Regions from separate parts of the Drosophila melanogaster genome. Here region 1 is linked to region 2. Evidence: chromatin contacts called from public targeted proximity ligation data. All regions are on one chromosome and are shown on one strand. The core of a region is the stretch at or near the end of the contact, and the rest is flanking DNA. Distances in the headings are between cores, read along the strand shown.

Region 1 (3,824 bases), core at 72-2,571, 81 kb before region 2:
GAATCAATATCAATATCCCCGACTCGTTTTTATCAGTGAAAGCGGGAACGGATTGGATGTGAAGCTTACATTTTCGTGGCAGCTCTCCTGGCCATTTGACCGACACCTCGTGTCCGTTGACGTGTTTGTCCAGAAAATCGATCCGATAAACGGAGCTACTGGCCATTGGCACGGCTATGTCATTGGACACGGATATGATTTTGTACTCGGAGCTGATGGAGTGTTGATGTTGGGCATCGATTCGCATTAGATTGTGCATGGGCTCGGGCAGGAGTTTCTTCAGGCAGACCATGAAACGGAAGGTCTTTCTGGGATCACCTCTGACCACAATCTTCACCCCAGTCAAGGCACAATAGCAGACCGTGGCAAACTCCTCCTTGCGGACGACACTCTTGAGATGGCGCAACGAGAAGAACTCCTCCAGATCGGGATCGTCGATGCTCTCTATCATTGGCAGTGTGGAACTGTTGTAGGTGAGTCGCTGTGCGGGAGGACGGCCACTACTTTGTGGCGGTAGCCACGGTAGGTTGCCGAAGGTCACGTGCTCGGTGAGGAAGCGGGATCCGGCTAGCAGGAGCCACGAGAAGTGTGAGTGCAACTGGGCGAAGATGTGCTCCTCGCCTGTTAGCTCCAGCAAGGCACGGGAAGTGGGCATCAGGAACTGAGCGCCGGACAGACGCCTCTGTCGCTCTGAGTACGTCTGCTCCTCCGTCTCCTTGGTCTTTTTGGCAGCTGCCTGCAGCTCCGACGACACCTTCTTCAGGTGCTCCGCCAGAAAGGGCTTGATGTTAAGCAGGAAATACTTGTCCTTCATCAGCACAATGATGGAGAACAGCTGCGAGTAGCCGCGGGCCTGCAGGTCGCTCACTCGGAAGGTGTGACTCAGGATGTGACCCCTGGACGAATCGCCAAAGAACACGAACTCGCCATCCTTGCTGGCATCCGTACCATTGCTCAGACTGAGCACCGCCGCCTGCTTGACCAGACTGGCCACCTCCGGCAGCACCGCCACCTTGGTGCTGACGAATGTGGCCCCGCTTTCCGTGTCCCTGCTGTAGATCGCATTGTTATTCTTGCCCATGGAGTAATTGCAGGCGGAGCAGGTCTTTTGCGTCTGCTGTTCCAGTGACAGGTCCTCCAGCTTGGTGTCCCTCAGTGTCTGGGTGCAGAAGATGGCGCAGGGACCGTGCGCCTCGCAAAAGTGGCACAGCGCTATCACGGCGTTCATCGCTGCTCTACAGTTTCCTTTATATCCTTGGTTATGTTATTGTTTATTTTGTTAGTTAATAATACTAGAGTGACCAGTTGCGTACATTCACTGAAATACCAGAAATGGCGGTAAGAACATAGAAAACATTGCAGGGATTTCTTAAGCGATATTTTAAATTTTGCGGGAATATACATTTTATTCTTGTTTTGTATATGTAAAATATAAATACTAAACTATAAATCAATGTGCTATGACGACATAATATTAAATAAATACACATGACAATAAATTCCTTATGTTAATAGAAGTTCAAATTAAGAAAGAATTTTTGAATTGTGTTTTTAAGATATGTAGAAATGTATCTGTAATTATTTACCCAATTAATTATGCAGAACGAAAATGTAAAGCAGATCTGGATGTCTTTATAACCCAATTTGGATGCTAATTGCTTGAGTCCATAATGCTTTAATTTTCAGCATCACAAATGGGTATCGATTCCAGTGAGTTTCATTCTCGAAAGTTATTGTGCCACCTACAGACGTTTTTCCACACAATGCAACTGGTTTCTTGGATATATTTATTGGCCTGTTCATTACCTGTGGTTAGGAGTGCGTATATGTTAGTAGCTGCTCCAGTTGGCCAAAATATTACGGAGTATATGCATGCGCGCCAGAAGAGGCATCAGTTGATCTACCGGAATGGAGGAACCATCCGTTTGGTAGTGGGTCCCGTGCTGTCCACTCAGCTCGAGGATCCCGTGGTCTGGCGCAGTTTGGTCTACTACTATGTGCTGCATTTCGGGGCATTTACCCTGCCATCGGCACCACTATATCCCTGGGACAAATGGGAGACGATATATGCGCGTTCGTTGCAGGAGAAGATCAGGAGCTTGGATGAGACGCACGAGGACGACACTCGCCTGTTCGTATATGCCGCCTTGGAGAACTATATGGACCAAGTGAGTGGATCTCCTGGTCGAGGTCGTCACTGTTTGCTGCGAGGGATCTGTGAAAATGCGCAGGTGCATCACCATGTGGGCATCATGGCGGAGCTACTAGTCGTTCTACTCACGTAAGTTGCAGTTTTAGAATGCTATTACTTGAATGGAAGAATTATAAATCTATATAAACTTAATAGACCTGGTAAAACGCGCTTGGATGTGGCCTACAAGGAGGCTTTAGCAGCTGGCCAGGCTGGAATCGATTGCCTAGCTCGCTATTCGGATTGTCCAAGGGGTGAAAGTGTGCTGGATGCATATGCTCTGGATGTGGAGTATTGAAAAGGGTTTTTTTTTAAACTGATGTTACGACTTGAATAAATCAAGTTAATTCAATGATTACCACTGATAGTGCTTTTCAGTAAGATCAACTGGAATCACTGTCAACTTTCGAGTATATCTGCTCACATGAACAATCTAGTTACTCCGTTGAATTTTTAACACTAATTGCAAGTGATTTGCGCCCTTGTCGTCGCCACGCCCCCTTTAACTCCACCGACTGGAGGATGTCGCCTTTGGTAAACCAGAAACACGAGTGCATCCATGCCAACATCCTACCCCAGAATCTAGGCGAAAAATGCGTTAACATTAATGGCTTGTGGCTGGTGCAAGTTGGGCTTGGAAAGCGGTGCAGCGAAAGCCAACACACGACCGCCATTTTGTCAACAATGGCGTCAATTAAATGGAAAATGCGGCACCACCAACAGCCGCCGCGCGGCAAGAACGCCGGCAGCAGCAACGAAAGACAATAAATGCGTCTTAAGTGGCACATTAGGCTCGCAGACGGTGCCAAGCGGATGGAATGGGCTTTCCAACAGGGTGCAGCAGATACTATTTTAGTCAGAGATTTCCCTAGAATAACTAACTAATTTTGAATCGTTGAATTCAAAGAAATAAATAAAAGTATATTAAGTTATATTTTTACTTTGTCTACTTCGATAGTATGTTAAATATTACTTTTTTATTCCTATCACATAAAAATATAATTTCCATTCTAGTATAAATATATATAAAAATATAAATTTAGCTTCAAATATATTTTAATGAATGTTCTCTATTGTGACGAATGAAATGATATAAATATTTGTATATATAGGTGGAATAAAGTAAATCTGTGAATCGTATTTGTACATTATAAATTCATATCTTCGTTTATTTTATTTGTCTTATCAATTATTAATTTTACTATTATTCATTTATGCACCCTGTTCAGAATCCTCAGCTGCGCCTCGTGTGCACAGCTAATTCAAATGCGATTATGACAACGCGAACAACGAAGGAGCTAAGCGGCGTAGAAGGCGAGGGGAGTGCGGTGAAAGCGGAGAAAGTGGGGCGAAGGAACCTGCCAGAGTGCAGTTGGCGCAGCAAAGAAGTGGGGGGGGAGGAAGGTAGGGGAAGGGGGCGGTGGCTTGGGGGGAATGCCTGCACAACTTTGCGGTGTTTGAACTTGTGATGGTGCAGTGGAATAGGTAACTAATGTCTGCGGCTGTCATGTTTATGCGGCAGCCATATCGTAAATTCAAAAATATCAACTAAATATTAAGAAAACAAAGCGGGAAAATAATTTAAAGTAAGCTTAAATAACTACAAAATGATCGAGTTAGTTACATAGCTTTC
Region 2 (4,045 bases), core at 1,443-3,942:
GTTTTTAGACAAAGCTCTCTTAAATTACGGATATACAATAAATAATGCAAGCCATGAAAAGCGAGTAAATAGCAGCCACTAAATATGAACATACCAATTAGAGCCACAGAAATCACAAAATAAAGTCGCAGATTAAGGTGTTCACTTGGGTAAAATTTATTCCAACCCGAGCCAGACAGCATAATTCTTTAGTGTCTCATTTGAAATAAAAGCAAAAAACAAAATCGAAAATTTACGAGCCAGCAGCACTCTTTGTTTATATAGCGATTAACGCGATTTTAGTCGGTTTTTATATGCATTTATTTGTACGAAGCAATGAAATGGTTTATTACATTTAACATCGAATTTTACGAATTTATTAAGAACAACAGAAAAGTTGCGACTGCAAGGAGCAAACTCACAGCAAAGTCTACAAATCAAAAGATGAAATTAACTTAATAGATCACAATCAAAACGAGAACAAACCGAGTAATTATACGAGAGGGAGAAACAATTTTTATGTTTAACATATAATTAGCACAACAACTACAAAATAAAAACTATTAATGTAAAAACAAACGGCATTTAAAAAATATAAGAAATATTTAAAAATAACAAACGATTGTTTATTTGTTAATCGGCTGATGGAGGTAAGATAAAAACTTCTTTTTACAGTTCCAAAACTTTGAACTTTATTTTCTCAGAAAAATGGTTCAAATATTTCACAACTTTGGTAAATATGAATGCTAAATTAAATCAGCATTTCATCAACGAATGTAACTTATTATCTTGAATACCTGAACAGTATGTATTATTTGCACCCAAAATAAAGATAAGCCCACCCTCCATTAAAAAGAATTCATTTGAATATTTTTTTCATATTTTATATATTTTATTATTTTTTTTTTTTTGGTTTTTTTATGCGCACTTAATATATAAAATGAATATTGAATAATACTGAATGAAGCCAGATACTCACACTGAAATCCGAACGGGCAGAGCCAGGGGTAGTGCTCGAGATCGTCGGGAATCGGTGTAGGACCTGGAACGAGAACGCCCATGAGAACGACCACGCGAGTGACCACGGGAGCGACCGCGAGACCGGGAACGATCCCGCTTGCGGTCATCTCGCGTGTGTCTTCTCCGCGGCATGTGCCCCTCCTTCTCCGCCAGGATCAGCTCGCAGTCACTGTGGTCGGAACTGGAACTGGAAGATGAGCTAGTGTGATGACTATGACTATGATGTTTGCGTCCTCTGTGTCGTCGTTTACCTCCATCGGAGCTGCGGTGCTTGGACTTGGTCTCCTTGATGGAGAGTTGAGATTCCTGCTGCTGCTGCTTCTGGATCTGTTTCATCACATCGTTCAGCATTTTCTGGGCCATGTTGGCCTTTCGAATGAGACGCTCCATCGACGGCAAGGCCATGTCCTCGACTTCCACGGGCGTGGCATTTGGCAATTGGCCGCGGCATCCTTGACATGCATCCGGCCCTGCATTTGCCGCAGTTTGCTCACGTGCCACGTTATCGGATTGCGACATTTTTGCACTAGTTTACAACTGACCCGATAAGAAATTCACTCAACACTTTAATTACTGATTAACTACTGTTTCTCTGAACTGGATATAACTGCTGCGGAATCTGTTGCTTATGTTTCGACTGCTTCACTTGAACACTTGAATTTGACTGGCTTCTGCGGCATTCGGTCGATGAGCTTTTATAGGCAACTTTGGCGCCAAGCTAATCGCGACTTTCGGACTGTAAACATTTGCCTTTCTTTATCAGTCACATACTCATACAAACCACACGATAAATGTGACGTCATCTGAGCTATTTTTAACCAAATCGCATTCATGGGTTTTTGGGAAATTACTTCCATTGATCACGTGTTTTTAATGTTACATAATTTCATTGCCGAACGTAACCTCAAACATATTTCATATTTTTGCGAAATTCTTCTTACTTTTGTATTTCTGCATATTATATGCATTATAAATATTCTGCGTATTTTTATAAGCATACCTTTTATTATTTTTTACGATTTTGTGAAATATGACATTATTTTGATATAATTTTAATTTTGAATTTCGTCCAAGTGTGTAATTTTAAAACAATTATTTTATCGTTTTAAATCATCGAAAATTTTAAGAATATAAAGTATTAAGAAATTTACACAATTTTTTGAAAATGTTTTGGGATCTTAATAATTGCATAAATCAGGTTTAGCACATTATTTTAGAAATACTAAACGGTTAAATATTTTACAGAACTGCTATTTAATTTTAAGGTATAAGACTACGTATAAGACATTACCGCTTGAGACTAGTATTTTTATTGTGGTATTTTCATGATTGCTTTTGAATTGTGCCCGCCAAAATATGCAGTCTTAACCACAAGCGGTTAAAATCATTCCTTACGTTTACTTATATTTAAAAATCGACAAAAGGTATAATAATTCAAAACTATTAAAAAATTTTAAATAAAACTAAACGAGTCTAAGTTTTCTTAATCAAAATAGCTGTTAATATGGATAAGATATATTTGGCGCATCCAATAGATACATTTAACCGCTGAAGAGAATTAACAGTGTGATACGCCAGACTGTTAACAGACTGTTAAAACGCGATTTCCCGGCTTTGGTATTTTTACATTACCATCATTTGGTTTCTCTGATATTTTAAAAATCTATATAAGCAGCTCGCAACGCATTCTCTCTGTAATTTTTCGGGAGAGCGCAGCAGCGCGCGCTGTTTTTTCGGTTACCATTAAAAAATATTATTAAAGAAACATCGTTATAACTTTAATGCCAACGGAGTTGCGGCAATTGAAACTGATTTTTTAAGCAAACGAACAATAAATTCGACGTGGAGTGTGCTTCTGCTCGCCTACATGAAGTAATAGCGATGTATATTATGATTTAGTAAATATAAATCGATTTAATTAATATTTAAACTTGTTGTTTTCCGCGAGTGGGCGCGTTTTGTTACCAAGCCGCTATACGATTTTCGTTTTTCCGACTTTCCTGCGCGCCGAACGGGTTTTTCAACGAAGCCTTGCTGTCTTTTTCCTCGTAAGCAGCAAAAACAAGGCTGAAAAACTAAATTAAAGCGACTCGCTTCAGCTGCAGATTAATCGATGTGCGGCTATAGACTTTTAATTCGCAGATTCATCATCGATTTTTCCTTTGGGCTCAGCTGCAGTGCGCTAGTGTACGTGTATGTGCGTGTGTGTGAGTTGGTCCTGACAATACAAATAAGCCGTTGTGTTAGGTAAACGGAACAACAAAAGGAAGTGAACCAGAGAGAGAAAGAGAGAGAGGAAACGGCAGGACGATACCGAGTCCTTGAGCGATCATTCATGCTCTTCTTCTTCTCCAGCTGCAGCTGTCACGAAATTTCGCGCGTGCACGTGTATGTGTGTGTGTGGGAGACAGGGAGAACGCCGAAGTTAGTAATTTCTCTCCACTTCTCAGTGTTTGTGCATTCAATTTGCACAAAATTGAAGCGACGCGCTAAATTCGCAAATTTCCGTCCGCGAATTGCCATCCATTATTTTGCACTCCCCCCCAAGAGAGCGAGAGCAATAATAGAATTATCAGGCAAAGCAAAAAAAAAAATCAAAACTCAAGCGAAAAGAGAATGCCCTGGGAGGCCGTAATACCAATACCGCGACCCTCTGACATTTCCATCGTCGCCCACCAAAGGAACAACAACTGAGCGACAAAGACAGCAACAATCCGACAAACAAACAAACAAAACAGCAAACGAGCGAATCAACGAACGAAACTCCAGCAGCAGCCTCAACCTCCTCAACCGCTGGCACAGTTTTCCTCCTTCAACTCCAGCTCCGTGGGTGAGTAGCTACAGTGGAACGCCACTAAGTAGAACATTCTGCGAGTTCTAAGTTAAATTGCAGAGAATATCGCTTTGAGCACAAACTGATTAGAAATTGCCTTCACTTGGTCTTAGAAAGTTTACTAATACCAACTGATACATCGTTTTTTTGTTTGTTAATGTCAGTTTTAAATTGAAATCGATTAACAAATCTTAATGTCCTTTTTATATTTTT

Evidence for each region.
Region 1: a targeted proximity ligation map of the Kc167 cell line shows a contact between it and region 2, with 5 times the contacts expected there. A contact is called at or near these places in 66 of 107 Hi-C or Micro-C datasets (the Clone 8 cell line, the D17-c3 cell line, the Kc167 cell line and 20 more) and 6 of 7 datasets of targeted methods (the Kc167 cell line and the S2 cell line).

What each region holds. Positions count from the first base shown.
Region 1 is chr3L:7,236,039-7,239,862 of dm6, reverse strand. BHD (Birt-Hogg-Dube) reads right to left here and starts at 1,321. Exons shown (of 3, transcript NM_139833.2): 1 at 70-1,321. The coding sequence starts at 1,228. CG14829 reads left to right here and starts at 1,741. Exons shown (of 2, transcript NM_139832.3): 1 at 1,741-2,281; 2 at 2,348-3,063. The coding sequence starts at 1,764. The coding sequence ends at 2,489.
Region 2 is chr3L:7,155,720-7,159,764 of dm6, reverse strand. It overlaps corn (cornetto), which reads left to right and starts at 2,692. Exons shown (of 8, transcript NM_168193.3): 1 at 2,692-3,829. CG8620 reads right to left here and starts at 1,666. Exons shown (of 2, transcript NM_144196.2): 1 at 1,251-1,666; 2 at 891-1,186. The coding sequence starts at 1,518. The coding sequence ends at 1,155. Dscam2 (Down syndrome cell adhesion molecule 2) reads left to right here. Exons shown (of 21, transcript NM_168196.4): 21 at 1-566.